Linked DNA regions of Mus musculus: regions 1, 2, 3, 5 and 6 are each linked to region 4. A link is a contact called in public ChIA-PET, Hi-C, HiChIP or PLAC-seq and promoter capture Hi-C data. All regions are on one chromosome and are shown on one strand. The core of a region is the stretch at or near the end of the contact, and the rest is flanking DNA. Distances in the headings are between cores, read along the strand shown.

The links. Promoter capture Hi-C pulls out the DNA fragments that hold promoters and counts their contacts. A called contact is a pair of places that touch in the nucleus more often than the background predicts. ChIA-PET counts read pairs in DNA pulled down with a chosen protein or histone mark. HiChIP or PLAC-seq counts read pairs in DNA pulled down with a chosen protein or histone mark.
Region 1: an RNA polymerase II ChIA-PET map of memory CD8 T cells shows a contact between it and region 4, with 11 read pairs. The contact joins the enhancer-like site here to the promoter of Pfn2 in region 4. A contact is called at or near these places in 16 of 39 promoter capture datasets (the 3T3-L1 cell line, 3T3-L1-derived adipocytes, the C10 cell line and 10 more), 2 of 15 datasets of contacts at CTCF or cohesin (large pre-B cells and pro-B cells), 31 of 484 Hi-C or Micro-C datasets (the AML12 cell line, B cells, the C2C12 cell line and 22 more), 14 of 115 datasets of contacts at active chromatin or transcription factors (SST interneurons, cardiomyocytes, effector CD8 T cells and 9 more) and 2 of 9 other capture datasets (adipose tissue and liver).
Region 2: a FOXA1 HiChIP or PLAC-seq map of pancreatic cancer cells shows a contact between it and region 4. The contact joins the promoter of Tm4sf1 here to the promoter of Pfn2 in region 4. A contact is called at or near these places in 1 of 39 promoter capture datasets (stem cell-derived epiblast-like cells) and 2 of 115 datasets of contacts at active chromatin or transcription factors (embryonic stem cells and pancreatic cancer cells).
Region 3: a contact with region 4 is called in an H3K4me3 HiChIP or PLAC-seq map of stem cell-derived neural progenitor cells, with 5 times the contacts expected there. The contact joins the enhancer-like site here to the promoter of Pfn2 in region 4. A contact is called at or near these places in 16 of 39 promoter capture datasets (the 3T3-L1 cell line, 3T3-L1-derived adipocytes, the C10 cell line and 9 more), 8 of 484 Hi-C or Micro-C datasets (the G1E-ER4 cell line, Sertoli cells, adipose-derived mesenchymal stem cells and 5 more), 11 of 115 datasets of contacts at active chromatin or transcription factors (astrocytes, differentiating embryonic stem cells, embryonic forebrain and 5 more) and 2 of 9 other capture datasets (adipose tissue and embryonic stem cells).
Region 5: a contact with region 4 is called in a Hi-C map of regulatory T cells, with 11 times the contacts expected there. The contact joins the enhancer-like site here to the promoter of Pfn2 in region 4. A contact is called at or near these places in 15 of 39 promoter capture datasets (the 3T3-L1 cell line, 3T3-L1-derived adipocytes, the C10 cell line and 9 more), 3 of 15 datasets of contacts at CTCF or cohesin (the NIH/3T3 cell line, large pre-B cells and pro-B cells), 53 of 484 Hi-C or Micro-C datasets (the AML12 cell line, B cells, the Ba/F3 cell line and 33 more), 17 of 115 datasets of contacts at active chromatin or transcription factors (SST interneurons, astrocytes, bone marrow-derived dendritic cells and 11 more) and 3 of 9 other capture datasets (adipose tissue, embryonic stem cells and liver).
Region 6: a promoter capture Hi-C map of hippocampal neurons shows a contact between it and region 4, with 2.1 times the contacts expected there. The contact joins the promoter of Erich6 here to the promoter of Pfn2 in region 4. A contact is called at or near these places in 5 of 39 promoter capture datasets (the 3T3-L1 cell line, cranial neural crest, hippocampal neurons and 1 more), 1 of 484 Hi-C or Micro-C datasets (the G1E-ER4 cell line), 1 of 115 datasets of contacts at active chromatin or transcription factors (astrocytes) and 1 of 9 other capture datasets (liver).

What each region holds. Positions count from the first base shown.
Region 1 is chr3:58,468,171-58,471,786 of GRCm38.p6, forward strand. No RefSeq gene overlaps it. Among named protein-coding and RNA genes, the nearest start is that of Tsc22d2, 55 kb to the left of the region's middle. Within about 2 kb of position 2,026, at least 112 of the 459 cell types and tissues checked have an H3K27ac peak or open chromatin away from gene starts, as enhancers often do. A contact at or near this core is called in the C2C12 cell line, CD8 T cells, the G1E-ER4 cell line and 11 more, where this site is marked.
Region 2 is chr3:57,300,414-57,303,934 of GRCm38.p6, forward strand. Tm4sf1 (transmembrane 4 superfamily member 1) reads right to left here and starts at 1,575. Exons shown (of 7, transcript NM_008536.4): 1 at 1,315-1,575; 2 at 1,109-1,223.
Region 3 is chr3:58,371,005-58,374,214 of GRCm38.p6, forward strand. No RefSeq gene overlaps it. Among named protein-coding and RNA genes, the nearest start is that of Tsc22d2, 42 kb to the right of the region's middle. Within about 2 kb of position 1,582, at least 227 of the 459 cell types and tissues checked have an H3K27ac peak or open chromatin away from gene starts, as enhancers often do. A contact at or near this core is called in 3T3-L1-derived adipocytes, the SN4741 cell line, Sertoli cells and 15 more, where this site is marked.
Region 4 is chr3:57,845,643-57,849,179 of GRCm38.p6, forward strand. Pfn2 (profilin 2) reads right to left here and starts at 2,115. Exons shown (of 3, transcript NM_019410.3): 1 at 1,709-2,115. The coding sequence starts at 1,840.
Region 5 is chr3:58,489,179-58,492,794 of GRCm38.p6, forward strand. No RefSeq gene overlaps it. Among named protein-coding and RNA genes, the nearest start is that of Eif2a, 35 kb to the right of the region's middle. Within about 2 kb of position 1,568, at least 4 of the 459 cell types and tissues checked have an H3K27ac peak or open chromatin away from gene starts, as enhancers often do. A contact at or near this core is called in regulatory T cells, where this site is marked.
Region 6 is chr3:58,635,442-58,638,586 of GRCm38.p6, forward strand. Erich6 (glutamate rich 6) reads right to left here and starts at 1,766. Exons shown (of 14, transcript NM_001081262.1): 1 at 1,195-1,766; 2 at 620-677. The coding sequence starts at 1,723. It overlaps Gm46806 (a long non-coding RNA gene), which reads left to right and starts at 570. Exons shown (of 2, transcript XR_001783856.2): 1 at 570-1,356; 2 at 1,696-2,051.

The DNA of each region.
Region 1 (3,616 bases), core at 776-3,275, 620 kb after region 4:
AGATTATTTTGAAGAGAACCTGAGATGTCCTAGACTTCACATTCACAAACATATTTTTTTTGTAAGCAAACCATTGCACCACCTCAAAATGAGCAATCCATTTGTCTCACAGGAAATCTAGTCAGCGTTCACTGACAGTCACATCTCCCTTCTGTCATGTTTATAGTTTCTTTGAATCTGGACCAAAGGAAGGACTGATGTGATGGCACATTTTAAATGGTTGTCATACCTTGAAATCTCTTCACCTAAAGGGTCCATGTGTGTGTGTGTCTCTCTCTCCCTACCCCTTAAAATACTCTAGTAATCTGTGCTATTTTTCCTGTGGCTATTCCTGGAGCTTGTGTTTCCCTGGTTGCATTTTTGTAGAGTTCTCTATTTCTAAATCAGATCTTGAAGCTTCAACTTTATATATCGTCAGAATTGATTCAAAGACCACATTTGCTGAATGCTTCTGTCTGATTGCCTCTACTCTTGTGATATTACCATCACTGATCATTATTCCATGTGCCTATGCATTCTGTTACACTTTCTCTCACTCTCCAAGGACACTCCTCTAAAGAGAAACTGCCTTGCTCTTACCTAGTCATCTAAGAAAGGTGGGGGCTTTATTTCTTCCTTTTACTTCCAGTTTCAAACTGGAAGTATTTCAAAATACATTGAGTTCTAAAAATGAACAAAAATAAATATGTAAGGAACTAATATCTTGTTCTATGGGAAAATGAAGTGAGTTCATTTGGGATACCAAACCTCTGGTGCTTTGTAGGGAGAGCCAGGAAGGAAGGAAAGAAAAGACAAAAGTTGGTGATTGAAAACAACTGGTCTCTACTGCTCAGTCACAGAGTGACTTCTGTGTCAAGAACATTTTGAAACAGGAGGATTGCCATGAGTTGAAGGCTAACCCAGATTACAGAATCAGACTCTCAAAAAGAAAAAAAATATATATATTGAGGGCTAGGGATATATGGTGGTTTGAATGAGATGTCCACCGTAACCTCTGGCATTTGGAGTATTTGGTCCCCAGTGGGTGACACTATTTTGGGAGGTTTAGGAAATATGGCCTTGCTGGAGGAAGTAAATCACTAAGGGCAGACTTTGAGTTTCAAAAGTCTTGGATCATTCCCAGTTGGGGCTATCTTAGCTTGTTACTTGTGGCTCTGAGATGTGAGCTTTCCACTATTCCTGCCATGATGCCTACCTGGTGCCAGATTTACCTGCTGTCATGGTGATGGGCTCTCATCCCTCTGGAACCCTAATCCCAAAATCAACCCAGTTTTCCATCAATAAGTTGCCTTGGACTGATGTTTTATGACCGTAATAGAGAAGTGACTAAGACAGGATGGGAAGCCCATATCCAGGCACAACTGACGCTACTTTGAGAGTAACAGTAGCATCTAGAAACAGCAGTAGAAGCTGTTCAAGAACCCAGGGAGTCATTACACAGACAAGGAGTCCACTCGTACATGCTCAACCTCTACCATGTGGTTACTGAACATACTTCCATATAAGCCCATGAGCCAGAATGCTTACTAAGAGATATGGCAGTGGGTGAGTGGACTTCAGCATGTACAAACTATGTCTAATAGTTTGCTCAGCAAGACTGGTACCCATGGAGTCTGCTGTATTAGTTCAACATGCCTCCACAAAGACCAATTTATCATCCTTTTGGACTTTCTCCAGACACAGGAAAGTGACTCAGGACAAGGACTTAGTGTTGAAGCATTAGCTTAATAATCTTGTGCAAGATTGTGCAAGAGCCTAGGTCTGTGTGGTCCTCCTCTCATCCACCAATCTTAGTCGTCACAGGTTTCCTTTTTCTCAACTCTCCCATCCTGCCCCTAATAGCCAGCTGTTGCAAAGACAATCACTGAGAAAAGCTGTAAAGAAGTCCCTTTATAGAATGAAAATGGGCCCCTTAAAGACTGCCCTGTCCTATTCTCTAGAGAGAGGGAATAAGTGGGGTTCTGAGCCTGTGAGTCTTGGCTTTTTCACTACCGACTTAACTTCCGGAATCTACCGAGTTCAGCGTTCAGTAATGGCTCTGAAGCTAGCTGACTCATCCAGAAACACAGCTTCCTGGAAGCATTCTCTTCTCAGATAATCACACCCTCAAACGAGCTTCTACCCCTTGGGTCCTGACCGCCAGCCTGGGGTTGGAGAGGCACAGGAACAGGAGACGACATCATGTCTGCGACAGAAATTTAAAATGAACAGCTTAGACTCTGGGCAGGAGAGCATCAATACTTAAAGACAGAAGCTGAGCAGTATGATGTTAAATGAAAAGTCCCCTTTGCCCTTTGATAGCCCTCTGTACCCACTGGCCTCAGTGCTGCAGTCTCTGAGAGGGACCCTGCTTTCATATTTACAGTTGTATGTTCTGGCACTAATTACTCAGATTACTGAAGGAGTAAATGAAGATCCACATGAATCTTATACTTTTTTTTTATTAATCATTAAGTATTGGGGTAATAACTTACTCATAGGCTTCTTGTAGGACATGACTCCTTGTGCTGGCTTCTGCTTTTTTTGTTTTACCACTTTCTGGGCACCTGGTTAAAGCCATGGTCTTTTTCTTTATCAATTTTTGACCAGAGCCTCTGGAGAAAGACTGGGAAATTTACAACCCTTTTGACAAAAAATTTCCTCCTTACCCTTTTAGAACAGCACAACTACCCAATGGCTAGCGACAGCAAGAATTTGCTTATTTGACAAGTATGGAGACATGTTTAGGAGTTTGTAATCTGCCCAAGATCTCAGAATTGACCAGAGGTACAGCTATAGTGTAAGAGACCTGGTATTCCATGTTTCTCCCACTGTGCTTCCATGGGCTCAGGATCAAAGGGACGAAAGCATATTTTCTGGAACAAACATGTTGAAGATGTGTACCTGGCTTGTTCAGGTCATGACATCTATAAACCTTGGGCTCTGTGTTTAACAGCTGGCCATTCAGGATGAACAGAATACCGATAACACATAACAACACACCCTCCCCTCAAGCAGCTTTCATGCAGCTCTCTGAGATCAGTGTGATTGCTCCTCTGTCAGGAATGTGGATTGTCAAGCCAAGTGTGGTAGCTCACACCTATAATCTCAGCATTTGGGATGCTGAGAAGGGATTACAGGTTGAGGCCAGGCTGGTCTATCTAGTAAATCTATGCCAGCCTGGACTACAAAATGAGACCCAAAAAAGGAAAAGACTATTAAAATATTTTTTAACAAGTAGTGCATACTCCCCCCCCCCCTTTTTTTTAAATGACAGTTTCACTTCGTGTAAAGGTTGTAAGGGACTCATCAGTACACCAAACAACACAGGACAGGCTCAGCCCTACCAGTCAGCGATTTGGGTTAGAATAAATGTTGTCATCTACACAGTGCTTGTGAATTGCCCTATTGCAAGGCTGGTAGCTGCTTCATCTAAGTTACAAAGAACAGTTTACTCCTTTTTTATACACAGCATCAGACTTGACCTTTAAGAAAAATATAAAGGGACAATTTTACTTAATATTTCTTCCTCCAAGGGATTGTGTACAGTTCTATACTAGATCTAAGAAAGAAAATTGGGTCATGCTGCTAAGCTAAAAGAAAAGTAGACAAAATATACTCATTAAATTGATAGGAA
Region 2 (3,521 bases), core at 325-2,824, 550 kb before region 4:
TTCTAAGGTTGTTTGCATGTAAGAAAAGTCAACATAGCTTGAAAAGTTAGGCAGAGCTGACATTCATCATGTTTATGTACGTGTGCACGTGTGTGGATGAGAGCGGATGTGCATGGCGGTCAGGGGTATGAGGGCAAATTCTTCCTTAATTTTTTATTCACCTTAGTTTTTGATACTACCACTGAATTTGAAGTTCACCAACTGGTTAGACTAGCAGGCCAGGGAGCTCCAGGAGCCTCCTGTCTCTGCCTCGCCAGGGCTGGCATTACAGGCAGGTGCTGCCAAACGCCTTATGTTTTTACACGGATGCTGGGGATCTGAACTTAGATGGGGATCCACACGTTTGAACTGAAAGTACTACCAACTTTTCTGTCTCCCCAGACTCAAAATTATCATATTTAAATTTAAAAGCACTTAAATCTTACTCATCATTCACAAGCCTGTTTGGGCACTCCATCTAATGTACACAATACTTTCAAGAATAATTCCACAGAAAACTCCTACGATACTAAGTGCCATGTTAGTATAGCTTTTTATGTTGAAAGAAGTCTTGAGAGAGTGACTGCCAGTGTTTTCATAGACCACACTGGACATCTTAGAGTTGAAGATGTTAACAGCATAAAACAACAACAAAAATCTTTCCCAAAGGTTGTTTAGCTTGTTGGCAATGGAACTTGGTAACCTTTAAGAACTTAAAATTAGAAGCCTATATTTCCGTGTGTTTGTGAGAGTCTAGAGATAGATTCATACTCAGATCTTCTCTCTCCTGGTTGTATCTACATATATGTCCCTTGCTTGTCTAGAAGACACTGGCTTCTTACTCCTGTGAGTATGACAAGTGCTATAACTCATATGTAGTGACCATGCTCGTTAGAGTTTATGACTATAAGTAACAAATACAAGCTCAGCTGCCTTATCTATAGAAGCATTCATTATGAAATTTCAGATGAGAATAACAGATAGGACCATGGGACTCGGGAGCAAAGGGGAGCAAGAGGGCCTTTGTCATATTCCTTCCTGCATCTTTGTTCTCTCTGTCCGTAGGACTTGGTTTTCTGAACAAACCTGGTTCTACTTTCTCAGTCCACATGAAAGAATATAGCTGTACCTTTTCTTTGAGTCATGAGACGGTGCCCAGAGCAGGTTCTGAAGGATCTGAGTGTCACTAGATACGACTGCATCAGAGATCACACCTGTTGAGTCCTGCACAGTTAACTGCAGCTCTGCAAACACATGACAGAAGTCACTGTGCTCAGTCATCATGCCTGAAACCAAGAGGAGAAGCACACCCCAGTGGGTGAGTCTAATGCTTACCTGGAGTTGGAGTCTACTAATGTAGGTGGTCTGTAGTTTCCTTTATTTGAAACTGTAATCATGACACACAGGCGAAGGGGCAGTTGAGAAGAAGCAGTAGAAAATGGTCTTAACGCACAGCCACCCGGCTTTCCCCCTCTTTAAACTGCAGCTCACTTTGTTCATGGGTTAAAATAAAATTCTAGGTTCAAGATGAAACCAGTGTTGATTTCTTATCCCTTGACATCCTCACACTTACTGGTAGACCTCATAAAGCATCTCACAGCAGCCCCCAGCTGAGGAATCTCCCAGGTTTCAGCTGTGTTTTTCAAACAAGAAACTCCCTGCGTTTCCTAGGCCACAACTGAAAGCTCCAAACATGCCTGTGGTTCTCCCTGCCCAGCAACAGGCTGCACAGTCTGACTTCCTAGTGGATGGCTTAGATTGGGGTTTCAGAACATGCATGAGACAGACTGTGTGCAAACACTAATGAAAAAGAAAGATTTGTTTGCCCCTTGGAGTATCATTTCCTTTGATTTTCAGTAGCTAGAGCCTGTGATCCTGGCTTTCTACACAGGGCTAGAAACAGGTCTTCAAAACCACTTGTGTTGACTTGGCTCTAGGGAAGCAGTCTCGAAAGCTGGTCAGAAAAAGCTCCACCCCCAAGGGATTCTGATGAGCAGCCAGAACTGAAGTGTACTGATGTAGGCAGTCCAAACTTACAGCTTTATAAACAATGCTACTAATAAATAAATAAATAAATAAATAAATAAATAAATAAATAAATAAAATAGTGCTACTGAGGTCCAGTTGAGAAGAAAGGCCAGAGATTAAAACAAAGGTGGGGAGAACTGGGAGGAGTAAGAGGGGCACTGTAATCAGAATCTATATGTGTATGTATGTATGTGTAATAGATAGATAAATAGATACATATATATATATATATATATATATATATATATATATATATATATATATACGAAATGCATATATATGAAAAGGACCTATTTTCAATAAATTTTATGTATATAAAGTGAATAAATAAGTAATTCTGAAATATTTATTTTAAGATTTATTTATTTTATGTATATGAGTACACTGTAGCTGTAGATGGTTGTGAGCCACCTGTGGTTGCTGGGATTTGAACTCAGGACCTTAGGAAGAGCAGTCAGTGCTCTTATCCACTGAGCCATATCACTAGTCTGTAACTCTGAAATATTAAAATTAAATAATCATCTACACAGTGAGAAGCACATGGTTCTTATTGTGAAATGGGACCAAGAGACATCAGACTCCCAACACTCCCCCTATGATGTGAGATGTCAAGTTTTCTCCGCCCCCCCCCCCCAAACGTGAGGCTCTCTCCCAGTTGGCTTGCTTCCTACATCTGGCTTGCCCTGGGGAGAATGTCAGTAGCTGTCAGGACTTAGGTAATTATTCCCCAGTTTTGTTGTGCTGAAGAGAGAAGAGCACAGGGCAGGAGAAGGAGGATGAACAGGGCTGTTTCTCCTTCAGGAGTTAATTTTCCAGGTGAGAAGTTGGAGTTTGTGAGCTGAGGAAGCAAGCAAGCCAGGGCCACAAGGCCAACAAGTGACAGTTGGGATTTTTATTCCTTGGTTTTCTGACTCAGGCAGGATTTCTCTTTTCTGCAGGTTTGATTCTTTTTTTTTTTTTTAACTGCTTCATATGTCTAATGAGAAACAGACTTAGCTAGACAGACTTAGGGATTTCTTAACTAAAAAAGAAAAAACCCACAATTTCAAGACATTCACCCTTTGAACTCCATTTTTCTGAGACCCGAGGTTTGAAGGTTAATTTCACATCTTTTATATAAGAGGTTCCACTGATGTGAGCTGATTGACCTGAACCCTGCCTGGCAACTCAACGCTCAAAAGAAGGCTAGTGTCCAGTAGCTTGGTGTTAGTTACTGTAGCACAATAGACTCTTAACAAACAAGGGCCACACAGTTACACAAACACCTCCTATGTTCAGAATAAGACATAAGCAAGCCTCATCCAGACATGGGCAGTCCTGTGGTTTTGGCATATTGGAGGATGAAGCCAAAGGATCTCAAATTTAAAGGTCACTTAACAATAATTCTCTCTCTCTCTTTCTCTCAAAAAAAGAAGAAAGAAAAGAAAGTCTATTCCCTTTTATTTCCTTCCTCCTGATCTAAGCGTTCACCCTACCTTCCCTTGCCCATCTGCCTTTCAGCCTTATACAATAAT
Region 3 (3,210 bases), core at 332-2,831, 520 kb after region 4:
AGAGAACTGAATATGTGCTACGGAGCAAGAGCTGCGCTAGGGGCAGGGAGAAAACCCTTACAAGGCAAGAGAACTGAGGGGACTCTAAGCTCTGGGCTAAATGAAGAATGAGGCAGTGCTGTTTCAAAATGCTGAGTCCAGTAAGAAAAGAAAAAGAATTGAAGTGAGAGAGGTGTCTGCCCATACCCAGCAGATCACAGACTCATCAAATAGAGAAGGAGCTTCGGGGCATCTAGATTTACATTCTTAGTCAGAGCACCACCCTAGGTGGTTTCTAGGCCATTTCTTACCAGCCTCCACTCCTTGAGAGATCTTCAGACTATCTCAGAGTCCCTTGAGAAACCATCCCTTCCCTCGACTTCCCTATTGTCCTGTGGCATGAGACCTGCAGTACAGCTCTAGATCCGAGGGAGGTGAAGAGGAGGGAGGGTATGACTTTGCCACTCAGAAGTTGACAAACTGCCTGACCCCTTACAACTTTAGTTTTCTGCCCCTATAAACCTATAAACCTAGCCAGTAATACCTACGATCTGGTTCACACGTTAGTTGTTGCTCAACAAACAGCAGCTATTGAAACAGTACAGCACTGTGTTAAATGCATGGAATGTAGAGCCAGGCAGGGATGGCACCACACCTCGACATCTGCCTCTGTGTGGCAGAACTTTCCCATCCCAGGTTCCCGATCTCCCATACAGGGATGATAAGGATCATTTCACGGGCAGGGTTAATGAAGGGATGGCATGGCTCTTGTTCAGAGCTGGTTACATTACAAGCATTCAGTGGACGGAGGAGCAGTAAGTGGAATTGTCGTTATCACAATAAGGCAACGGGAGGCAACAGCTAAGACTGGTGAGCTGCTACTGAGCTCTCTGCCCTCAGTCTTCCTTGATTGTGAGATCTTAGCATCTCCATTCCCTTCTCAGTAGCTTAGAGACATCAGTAGTGGCTGTTTTGTTGGACTAAACCCACTGGTATATGCTCATTCCTTACAACACTGGCACACAGTAAATAATGATTATTGGACATTATCATCATAAGTTGCCCTCCTATCTCTAGTTTAGGGGGCATTTCTATCAGTAGTTTTAGAGCATGAGATTTTAAGCAGTTAAATAAATTGGAAGTTTGAGTGTTCTCTGATGACTAATCTAGACTACCATTTCCCCTGGAAATAAGTCAGGCTTTCAGCCATAAGCGGTTTGCAACTGGGCCCCAGCTGACTGTTTCTTCAGTGTGGACGTGTAAAGCAGACAGTGAACTGCGTCTTATAAATCAGTCCTTCCAGAGAGAGACAACAACATTGTCATTGTCTCCTTTCTCTGGCCCTTCATCTTAAGGGCCAGCCCTGTGGAGGGAAGAGACTTTTACAGTTAGACACATTGCTCACTCCCCTCCTGGGCTTCAGCCTGGGCAGTAGGACACTCCGAAGCTCCAGAGTGTACTGCAGAAACAGCATAAGCCACTCATTTAGGTCTGGGAAAGCTTTACAGCCCAGGAAGCATTCTCACCCCCACCCTCCCTCTTGTCTTCAGCCAATAATCTGGCAACTCAGTGATGTCACCCTGCTGTTATGCAAAATGACTTAACTGTTGGAAAGGTGACAGGAATTCCAGTGACTGCAGGATCACAATGAAACTGCTTAGCCGCTCACTTAGTCATATTACACATCACCGATAAGTCACTTTCGAGCTGTGATTAACCAACTGTGCAAACAGCACCACTGTCAGAACAGAAAAGTCAGGGCCCGTGCCTTATGCTCTAAATGATCATATTCAGTTACTGCAGTGTCTGAATCATGCCATCGAGGTGACCATTGAACATTCCAGGAACACCAGGCCTTAGAAAGGAACAGCTGTAGGAAAGACAGCACTTTCTAGCCTTAATTTTCAACAGAACATTTATACAAAATTACTTTGCCCGTCTCTTAAAATTAGTCATTTTAAACTCTTGACGATCTTACCAGTCGAAAGACAGTGGGAAGAGGAGGAGCCTGTGCCCTGCTCCGTGAGAGCAGGAGCTGCCAAGCCTCGTTTCTTTTGCTCACACAAACTGACCTCTGTCACTGGCCACAGGAGGTAGGTATCAACTTGTTCTACAGTATCAGTTGTTAAAACAATGCTTACATTTTTCTCATTTCTGATGTGTGTGTGTGTGTGTGTGTGTGTGTGTGTGTGTGTTTAACTAACCAACCCTGAAAAGCACAAAAGGAAGGAAACTCTTCACCATCCTTCCCTCCTAAAACTTAATACAACATAAATCCTTACCTGGCATTGTGGTAGGTGCTGGGCACTGAAAGACTAAAAAGACTCCCACACATGCCCCCGAAGGAGTCCACAGCGTAAAGTAATAGGGTGACTGACTCAAAAGCAGGCACTTAGCAGAAGCTGCGAATGTGAGCTGGAAGGAGCAGAGGGGTTTATCAAGGCAGATTATCCTAGAGCAGGCTACTCAAAGCTTAGTCCAGCAGATGACCGAAGAATTTATAAACTATGAAGACTAACTGAGAGCAAAGCCTTAGAAACGTTTAGAGCAATGTGACAGAGGAAATGCATTTCTGTTGGGAGTCAATAATTGTTTTCAAAATAGTGTTTTTATTGATTCCTTAAGAATTTCACTTTGTACACCCTGATTGCTCTCACTTCCCAGTCCTTCCATGCCCTCTTCCTCCTTTTCTCCTCCTCCAACAACAACAAGTCCAATTTGTATGGCTCATATACTAACTGGAGCATAGTTAAACTCCCAGTGGCCTGCCCCCTAAAGAAAATTGAGTTTCTCATCTGTGCCCTCCTCCAGAAGCCATCAGTTGTGAATTTTTAAGAGTTCTCTTTCGATGGTTCCTAATTAGGCTGCTACATCGAGACATCGGGAGGGATTATTACAGAAGCCTTCCAAGTCCCTCTTTCTCAGTTGGGCATCAGCAGTTATCGACATCACAAAGTAGCTTTCCTGCTCTTTATAGTCACCTGGAGCTTGGACTAAGGACTTTTCCCCATGGTTTCTGGCAACAGCACCGACCATGAATACGGGCCCTGGTACAGTAGGACCATGGCCCTAGGCAAAGTTCTTGGAGGCAGCCTAGACGGTGTATATCAACATGGCTTCAGTCTGCAGCAGGTCCCTGGAGCCAGACTTGGCCCCAGACAGCACCACAGCTTCAGGTGGGTAGCACACACCAAGCACGGCCCCAGGGCATGGCACAGACCAGATAGCCAC
Region 4 (3,537 bases), core at 865-3,364:
TGCTACTTGAGGTGCTTATGTAATTGTAAAGATTCAGGTATAAGCTCTTGTATACAACAGCTTGACTATCATATTTTGCCACATTAGTCATGTTGCATCAAATTTAAAGTTGGGTAAAGTCGATCCAGATGGGCCTGCTTACATCTCTGTTTCAAGCAGCTTGAAATGTCCCTGGTAGTATGAACCTCAGTTACCACAGACTGTGGGACATCTCCAAATTCATATTTCCCTCCTACTTTTCTAGCCACCACTCTTTTCTCTCCAACTTGCCTTGCCCTTCCATTCAATAACCTGCTTTCCTTCTGGACAAATGCAGAGTGATTCTGTCTACAGCACTGCGGTAGCAACAGCAAAATCAGAGAGAAAATGGAGGGGCATTGGTAAAGAAAGTGAGGTAGCCACCAGAACCGGAAAAGAGAATCTGTTCATTCTAACGTTCCATGAATAAGAAGGAAGGCGTCGCCCCCATCAGAACTGCAGAGTCATAGCAGGCCCCAGCCATTTCCAAGCATACTCCCGCAATATTCTTAAGCCAGACAGCGGGAACTCACACACAAAGACAAGACTGCAGAAAAAAAAGTTAATCACCAAATGTCAATTCGCTATAGGAACTGTGGCCTCCCACATGGGGACAGGAGATCTTAAAGCACTCCTGTCACAGACTGAATCCACACTAATTTGTTAAACCACATTAAGTAGTAAAATGCTGAGCACCTGTGATATGGGACTTGAATTCTGTTATGTGGTAGGGGAGGGAGTGGGAGTGGGGAGCAAAGAAATTAAGAGAATGGTCCTGTACTTGATACTGGTGTCAAAATCTTAAAGAGCATTGCATAGAAACAAGCATAACAATAAGCAGTGTTGGAGACTGGTTGACGAATATTCTCCAAATGTGTGGCAACCCAGTCAAAAGCCATCAAGTCACATGAAAAGGAGGCACCGTGAAGCATAAATCGGTATTAGTTCTTTTACTACCATCACTAAAGAGGGAGTGACTTGGAGAAGTGTTATCCCCCTCCAGCGACTCCCCAGATTTTTTTAAATCACCCTTAAACCATCCCCTTTTTAGAGCTATGTTGCGTAACTGGGGATAACAGTATATCGATGAATCTCTATAGGTGGAGAAGAGAAATCAATGGCAGTTCGCCATCTTGGAGGAAAAAAAAAAAAAACTATAGAACCACAAGCTGAAGTAGATTCACCATTCCACCTACGTGGTCCGCGTACCTTTCTCTCCAGCCTAGGCGGCCTGGACACCCGCAAGCCTACGCAAAGTCACTCCATTAATTCCCGGGATCCGGCCACTGCCGCCTCCCACATTCCGCGCTCACAACCGAACCAGATCCAGGGCCAGCCTGCCGCCCAGATTCCCCCCGCCCACACCCGGGGACCCGCACTGCAGCCCGCAGGGCTCCCCGAACGCCGAGGGCCTCCCGGGGAGGCGTCCCCTCCTCCACCCTGGCAGCCGCAAGCCGGGGCGCCGCCGGGGCGAAGAGTCCGGCCGCCCCGCCCCCGCGCGGCCTCGGGCAGCATCCCCAGGCTCAGCTGCCCGCAACCGGGCTCCGGCTGCATCCCCTTCCTCGCGGGCGGGCGAGGAAGCCGGCGGTACCCTTCCCTTCAGCCCTAGCCGCATCCCTTCCTCGCGGGCGGGCGTCCCCTTCTCAGAGGCCCGCCGCACACCTGCCGGCTTGGCGCCCCCGGGCCTCACCGTGATGCTCTGGAAGACGCCCCCGGCCGTGGCTGCCCAGACGTATTTGGCGTCGCAGTAGCCGACAATGGCGGCCTCCTGGCAGCAGCCATCGCACATCAGGTTATCCACGTAGCTCTGCCAACCGGCCATCTTCGAGCCCTTCGCACTGCAGCGGGGACGGCAGGAGCAGAGGCGCAGCAGCGGCAGCGGCGGCGGCGGCGGCGGCGGCGGTGGAGGCGGGGCGGGGGCGGGGAGGAGGCGGCTCTGCGCAGGCACCGACCGCCCCTCTCCGGGGAACTGCGGCGGGCGGTGACAGGACCCGCAGCGGGGAGCGCCGGGCGGCCGCGGCCGCGGGGCTCAGGAGCCGGCGGCGGAGCGACGCTGGCAGCGGGGCTGGTGACGGCCGTCTCACACCGCCGCAGCTCCCTCGGCTCTCCGCGGCCGGCGGGATGTGCGCGCGCGTGCGTGCGATCCTTCCGCAGCGCAGCCGGCGAGGGTCCCCGGGAGGGCGGGGGAGCCGAGGCGGGGGCGCGGAGGGATACCGCCGGGGACAATCACGGCCCACACGTGCGGGAGGCGAGTGGGCGTGCGGCTGGGGCGCGGCGGCGGAGGCCTCACCACCGGCTAGGAGGCGAAGCAGCTTGAGTGGGCGCCGTGGGGTGCCGGAGCTCTGGGCGCCCAGCGGCCACGCTCACCTCTCAAGCGCCCGCTCGGGGACGCGGTATTGACAGCATCGGTGTCGGGTGGCAGGGTTGCCCTGGTGACGGGATGCGGAGGGTTTACCCTTTGTAGTGGGAGCGGCCAGTGCGGATGGCCCACACTTGGGGAGGTGTCTCTTAGAAGACCTTGGCCAGCTGCGCCTGCACGCTCCTGAAATCAGAGCAGCTCTATGCTCTTTGTTGCCTCCTTTGAGTACAAGGAACTTCAGGTTCAGTGGAGCTTTTGCCCTGAACCCAGTGCTGCTCATCATGAGTGTGGCTCAGTCGTCCAGAAATTCTAAACAAAACAGACCCTATGTGCACCTGGTAACTGCAAAAGTTAGTGTGCGTTAAATACATCCATGAAATACAAAGAATAATCAAGCTAGAAAAGGAGTCATTGAACTAGACCAGTGGTTCTCAAACTTCCTAATGTGACCCCGTGATACAGTTACTCATGCTGTGCTGACCCCCAACCTTAAATTATTTTGTTTCTATTTCATAACTGACATTCTGTTAGTTATGAATCATACTGTAAATATCTGATGTGGAGGATATCTGATATGTGACCCCAAAGGGTTTGAGGCCCACAGGTTGAGACCCACTGTACTAGATGGTGAAAATAGTTCAGAATCTAGATCTGAGGAAGACTTGTATAAGACAGGGTGGGAAGTGGTTTAAGGGTCTCTGAACATTCACCTACATCTTTATTAATTTTATGTGCTGGGTCTAGACCCAGCATCAGATGTTCCCCAGTGATGACTAGTTTAAATGGATGACAAACTTGACCTGCCTATTAAGGGAAAGAAAGCTCCAATAGATTGCAAGCTGTTGTCAATTTTAAAGTTGTGGGGTACACTGACAATTTTATAATAGCATCACTGAACTTTTGCTTATTTATTTATTGGACTTTAAAAAATAAAACTAATGTCCTAGTGTTCTGATCGCTGTGAAGAGACACCATGACCACAGCAACTCTTTTTTTTTCCATTTTTATTAGGTATTTACCTCATTTACATTTCCAATGCTATACCAAAAGTCCCCCATACCCACCCACCCCCCACTCCCCTACCCACCCACTCCCCCTTTTTGGCCCTGGCGTTCCCCTGTAGACCACAGCAACTCTTACAAAGAAAAAAAAATTAAAAG
Region 5 (3,616 bases), core at 318-2,817, 640 kb after region 4:
TGCTGGGAATTGAACTCAGGACCTCCAGAAGAGCAGCCAGTGCTCTTAACCACTGAGCCATCTCTCCAGACGTTTGTTTGTTTGTTTGTTTTTTAAAATCTGTTTAGGGAGCTAGGAAGGTGACTCAAGGGCTAAGAACACTTGTTGCAGGACCCATGTACAGTTTCCAACATTTCAGATGGAAAAAGTAAATAAAATTCCTGGTATTTCTTCCAGCTCCCTGAAGAATCACTGTACACACACCCTCGGGCTGTATGCTGTATCTCTGAGACTTGGACATTTAGATTGAATAAGTGGTCCACAGTTGCATACGTGACTGTCCATAAGATAGTTTGCTTTTTCAAAAGTAGGTAGGAAGGTAGCTCCTTCTTGTTTGTTTGTTTGTTTGTTTGTTTGTTTGTTTTTCGAGACAGGGTTTCTCTGTGTAGCCCTGGCTGTCCTGGAACTCACTTTGTAGACCAGGCTGGCCTCGAACTCAGAAATCCGCCTGCCTCTGCCTCCCGAGTGCTGGGATTAAAGGCGTGCGCCGCCACCACCCGACAGCTCCTTCTTTCTTATTCTCCACTTTTTAAACTCACGATTTTTGTCAAAAGAGCTACCAACTTTCGTATGACACGAGCTAATAGACACGTCAACGACGGCAGCAATTCGAAATCCCTACAAGATGGGTTTTTCCTAAGGTTGCTCCCAACACCTCAGTTACTTCCACTTCCAATGGCATGAAGGGGACACGTAAGTGATAAGAGCTTCAGGGAGACCTTTGTCTTAGTGCTGAGCTGCATGGTATCCAACTCCTGACAGAGAAGTGAGCGTCAGACATAACCATTTGATGAGCCAACATGGCTGAACTTTTAGATCTCTTTAGAATCAAAGAGCAGAATCTGCTGTTACCCAGTGATTCCCACAGAGGAAATTCTGTCTTTGCTCTGTGGAGAGAAATGGTCAGTAGAACGTCTTCACGAGGCTCTTTAGACACGCAGGCATGAGACGCCAGCACACCCACACAGACAATAAGCTTAACTGGTAATAATGTTCAGAGTGATTATATGGCTACTTGATTACTATAACCTCCACATATTGTGTAGGAAGAAACCCCTACCTGAAAAGAGTCTATCAAGGAAGGTAACCTGACTGTGAATATTGAATATCTCACTTCAAAAGACAGCTAGGCTAAAGTTACAAAGAAAAAGTAGCTTCCCCAGGGTGAGACAATCCTTCAATTTTGGTGGCACCAGAACTCCCCCTCCTTCCTTCCCTTCCTTTTCCCTGCCCCACCCCATGTTTCTTCCTTCCCTTCACCCTCCACCACCTTCTTCCTCCCCTCCTCCCCCTGTTGCTGTTCATTTTATACACACCGTAAGTGATGGTAATGTAACATGGAAATATTCTTACTTTGTTAGGCTCAGAGTATACATGTATCTCAACTTTAATGTTAGAGTTTTTGTTTTGTTCGGTTGGGTTTTACTCATTTTTTTTTTAAACCCAGTCTTGCAGTGCCGCCCGGCACGCGGCCCTGCACGCGGCCCTGCACGCGGCCCTGCATCAGCCTCCATCACTACTCTTGCCTCAGCTTTCAAAGCACGGCAGTGTGTTACCTCTAGCTCACTTTTAGTTTTAAGGTCATTGACTCGATCATGCTATGATTCTCATCTGCCTTGAGTTGTAGGCGGTCTGAAATCTATGAAGTGTTTGGTACTATGCGGTCAGCACAATGAGGGCACTTAGGAGAAGTCCGAATGTCGATTAAGGTGTTCAAACTCAGCACCACACACAAAATGCAGGAAATGGTTTAGTTTTGTGTGGTCTCCACCTGGTGGTTACAAATCAGAACACAGCCCTCGTTTCAGTTCCTCTGGAGATCTTTTTTGTTGTTGTTGTTGGGGAGGGCTGGGGTTTGCAACCAGGTCTTGCTCGGAAGGCATGCTGGCCTAATACTTATGTGATCCAGGCTGGCCTCACAGGCTCTCAACAATCCTCCTGCTAGACTGGAAATGGCCTAAGTGCCTGGATCACAGGTACGTGCTGTAATGTCTAATAAACTCTTAGGTTGATGTTTCCACACTGGAAGAGATGCATGGAAAGGATTGCCTGTCACCCTCCTACTCTCCAGCTGCTTTACAATAAACAGCATCAGCATCACCTGGGAACTTACTACAGTGTAGCTTTCCAAGTCTATCCCAGACCTATTGAATCACAGTTTGCATTTTTAACAAAACTCCCAGACATTGTGTATGCTCTATGAAGTTTGAGAAATCCTGGATTATTACATCCAGAGAAACTCACCTGAATAAATTTTAAGGTATTATCCAATACCTCAAAAACAGATGAACAGATCAAAGCAATCAGAGCCCAGTGTAGCTAATTACTGCATAAAGACTACAGCGGAGACATTATCATATTGTAACAGGCAGCATGATATTTTTTGTGTTTGGAAACAGAGTCACTCTAGATAACCCTGACGGTCCTAGAACTCACAATGTAGAGCAGGATAGCCTAAAACTCACAGATATATACCTGCCTCTGCTATACAAGAGTATAGGTGAAAGGCACGGGTTGCCACACCCCACCTCTTTCCCCTCTGAAAAATAGATATAATGATGATGTCCTTTTACATAATGCTAGATGGTTGAAGATGTGTTTCTATTGTGAATTATCTTTATGCATACTGGCCTGTGTGGGGGCCGTGTGCGTTTGCCCAAGGAAGACATCAGATCCCTTGGAGCTGGAGTTACAGGCTCTTGTGAGTTGTCAGACATGGGAGGAAGAGATAGAAGTCTGGTTCTTTACAAGTTCAGAATTGGTTCTTAACCCATGAGCCATCTTTCCAGCCCAAGAGCAGGCCTTCAGTGAATAACTCTAAGGCAACGTCTCCTACTTTCCTGGTAACACTGGAAAGAGAGACTTGACAAATGCCCTTTCTTAGAATTCAAAGTACTGAAGGAAAAGATGGAAATATCAGGATTTTGCTGAGGCCCATGAAGGAGAAGCTACATCCTCCTGGTGAAAAGAATAAAACCTGAATTCTACCTCTGACACTTACCTGTCCTAGAGATCAGAGCATTACAGACTATTTTTTTATTGTCTCATCCCTTAAGATTTAAAGGAGCTAGACCTGTCGGTCATTGGCCAGGAGATAAACACCCCCACAAAGGTTGATTCACCTTTTGATATGCCAGGACCATTGCATCATAATAAGCAAAGGCAGCCAATCTCAGCCCACTTATTTTGTATCTATGTCCATCATAATGTCTAGTCCAACTGAGAACTGTATCAAGGAAAGGTTGTTTGTCAGGGGCAACTTGAATACTGGGAGCAATAAAGGCAATGGCGTAGGTGTTGGTTTAATTAGCTGGAAGACAGTGCTAGACATTGGTTGCATATTGGAGGAGGGCACCTGAGGAATTAAGGCAGATGGCAGTATCTAGGTAGAGAGGGAGTTTGTTGCTGTTGTTCTTTGATTTTTGTTTGTTTATTTTTTTTAAGCAGCGAGTCATTTTATTAAAAGGAAGAAATTGAACTATGAAAGAAATAGCAAGAAGCCAAGACCATTTGAAGGATGGGTTGCAGCCTAGGGGTTTGGTGTTAGAGTGATAAGACTAAAGTCAGTGAAAGAAAT
Region 6 (3,145 bases), core at 516-3,015, 790 kb after region 4:
CAACATAGTGGCTGGCCTCCAGGTCAACCAAACAGCACCTAAAGAGGTATTAGCTCCATGTTCATAGGAAATTATATTACTTGGCAGTTTTTATATTATATTACTTTTATAATATGTGTGTTGTTTTGTTAAGTACTTTGGGTACAGTTTGCATTTTAAAATTGAAAAGTAATAAACATGCCTCAGTTGCATACTAAGGAGCCAGTATATTAAATCCAAGGCCAAGAGCATGAAATCTGATGTTAGTAAATCCTGTTGTCTAAAAATAAAAAAAAAAAAAATAAGATTTTCCATTCAGTGAGTGCAATTGCTTTTACTTTCTCCGGGCTGAGCCAGTAGCTGCAGGCCATTGATCCCAACTTAGCTTCTGCTCCTTTCTGTTTGCTGAGGAAAAGATTTTTTTTCGGGCTGGAGAGATGGCTCAGCAGTTAAGAGCACTGTCTGCTCTTCTGGAGGTTCTGAGTTCAATTCCCAGCAACCACATGGTGGCTCACAACCATCTGTAATGAGATAAGATGTCCTCTTCTGGTGCGTCTGAAGACAGCAACAGTGGAATCACATACATTAAATAACTAACTAAATATTTAAAAAATACTGATAATTGAAAACATTTTCTTACCTATCTACAGTCACTTCAGACAAGTCCTTTTTAAATGTTTGAAATATTTTGGGATAGCCTGTCAGACGAAACATTAAACAGTTTAGCCACTCCATGCCTCCGGTTCTCCAAGGGAAATTTTGTCCCCAGGGAACATTTGGTGAGGGGCAGAAACAGGGTGGTTGTCACAGGTGTGTGTGTATGATTTGTGTATGCTGATAAAAAATATATCCTAGAATGCACAAAGACACCACCACCCTTTCCCCCAACAGTTAAGATACACCCACAGTAAAATGTGAACTCTGACTCCAAGAAGCTCGTTCTAAATGCTCTGCTTCCTTTTAAAGGAAGACAGTAACGCTGCGTGTTAAGGTGTTAGGTAGAACTGCTTCAGTAAGTAGTTGAGCACCCCACAGGCACTAGTGCCCCAGGAGTGGCCTGTTACTTTTACTAACCGATTTCCCTTAGATCCCACACTAGGGGCCATCATGGCAATCAGCCAAGACTTGCTAGTGTTAAGGGCAGCAGAGGGGGAGGGGGAAGCACCGGCCGCCCTTCAGGCCAGGATCCCGAGGGAGGGAGAAGCCCAACGCTACTTTTGTGGGACGAGCCGCTGCTGGAAGCAGGAGGAGAGCCCTCCCTGTGCGGCAGCGGCAGCGGCTCCTCTTCGCCCCACGAGGGGCTGGACACCTTGCTGGGCGGGGACATAGTGCTCAGGCTGGGGCTGACCACGCTAATTAAGCGGGGACGAAATTCCGGTGAGTCTTCGTCAAAGCCTTCACTGGGGCCTATGGCTTTCCAGATGTCTTCTTCGTTCAACGACTCAGGGAACAGGTTCTGGCTTTCCTGCGGCTGGCCCTCCCTATCATCCCACCCTTGCACCCCCTGAGCTCCCTGCCCCTCCTGCTCCTCCTGAGCTCCCTGCTCCTCCTTGGCCTCCTCCTCCTTTTCCTCTTCCTCCACCTCCTCCTCCTGTCCCTCCTGCTCCAACTCCTCCCCCTGCTCTCTCTGCATCTTCTGCGCTTTCTCTGCCTCTACCATCTCTTTTCCCTTCGAGGCTTTATCTGGCTTTTTTGACTTTGTGTTCCTCTTTCCAGGCTTCCGCACTCCCTGACGCGGGCGCATGTTTGTGGGCAGCCCCGGAGCGCTCGACCCCGGAGCAGCTGTTGAGCGTCTGTCTCCCAGGGCAACCTCGGAACCTTTCAGGGTTTAAAGCCTCAGGACCCTGCGCCAAGCTTCTTTCTGCCAAGCTTCTTTCTGCCTTTGCTCTCTAGGTCTCTGAGCCCCTCTTAGCCAGCAGAGAAGCAACCTCCCTTTCCCTGGAGCCGGACCTTCTGGCTTTTTAAGGAGGATACCCATAATGTCATTTGGCACTGAGGGAGTTGTGGAATTTGATTTTTATTAGAAATATGATTATTGGAAATTCCAGTAAAACTCTGCTTACTATATTAGACACCAGCCTTTCTTTGCCGTCTTATGATTACATTGCCTTACATTTGTTGTTTAGTAAGACTTTTTGGAGATATATTGCTGCTGAGATAATTTGGTTTACTCTAGCCCTAGTTTGGTCGATTCTTTGATCCATCCTTTTGTTTTGGAAATAGAAAATTCCAGCGATATCTGTCTACCACATGCCACTTTTTGTTTTGGGGGCCTTGTTTCAACTCATGGTACTTTAAATTATTATTTTCTTTTGTGAAATATTTGCACATACTAAAAATAGTATCCAGGAAAGTATGGTGAACATTAGATGCCCAGGGTCAGGCCTATGAGTCACTATGTGTGATTTCTTCTGTCACTTGACTTCTGTTAGCCTATTTGTGGGGGGTGGGGGGGCTGGGAACAACCATTCCTTTAAGATATTTGTGGATATTGATGAATATGGAATAGTGGCCTGTAATTTTAGACATATATCATCCAAAGACCACTGGGAACACCGCAGTAGGGACATGGAGGCACCTGGGTTTAGCTGCAGTGTGATGCCCTTGGAAGGTCCCGTCGAGGACAGACTTCCCCTAAAGTGTTTTGGGAGAGGACCTAAGGTTTAGGTCAAATGGAAGGCAGGACAACTCTGTGATGGGGACTATGTGGTGGCACAGTGGCCTTAACTTTTGTTTCATTTAGACAAACCCACATGATCCTGTTTTGTGGTTGGTTCACTGAGCAATTATTTTGATGGCTGTTAATCTGACACTATATTTATTGGGCACTACTGTGAGCCAGGTCTCTGTTGGGTGTAGAGTCAGGCCACTACCTAGAAGCCTGCTTAAGTAGCTGGCCAGAGTACCTAACTACTTGGCAGGGTTCATCAAGGTCACTGGCATTAGAATATAGACCAGGGAGTGAGTGGCAGAAATTGTCCAATACTCCTGTGGGTGGGGCAGAGAGAAACTGCTCAGAGTGTTTTTAAAAGAATGGAAGATCTTGAAGGGCAATGGAATGCTTGCCACAGGCTAATGAGGCAGTCCAGATGTTTGAGTGGCTTTGGAAAAAAAGGTCAGATGTGTGGACAGGGACATAATGAGTAGTGGATCAGGCCCAGGGTAG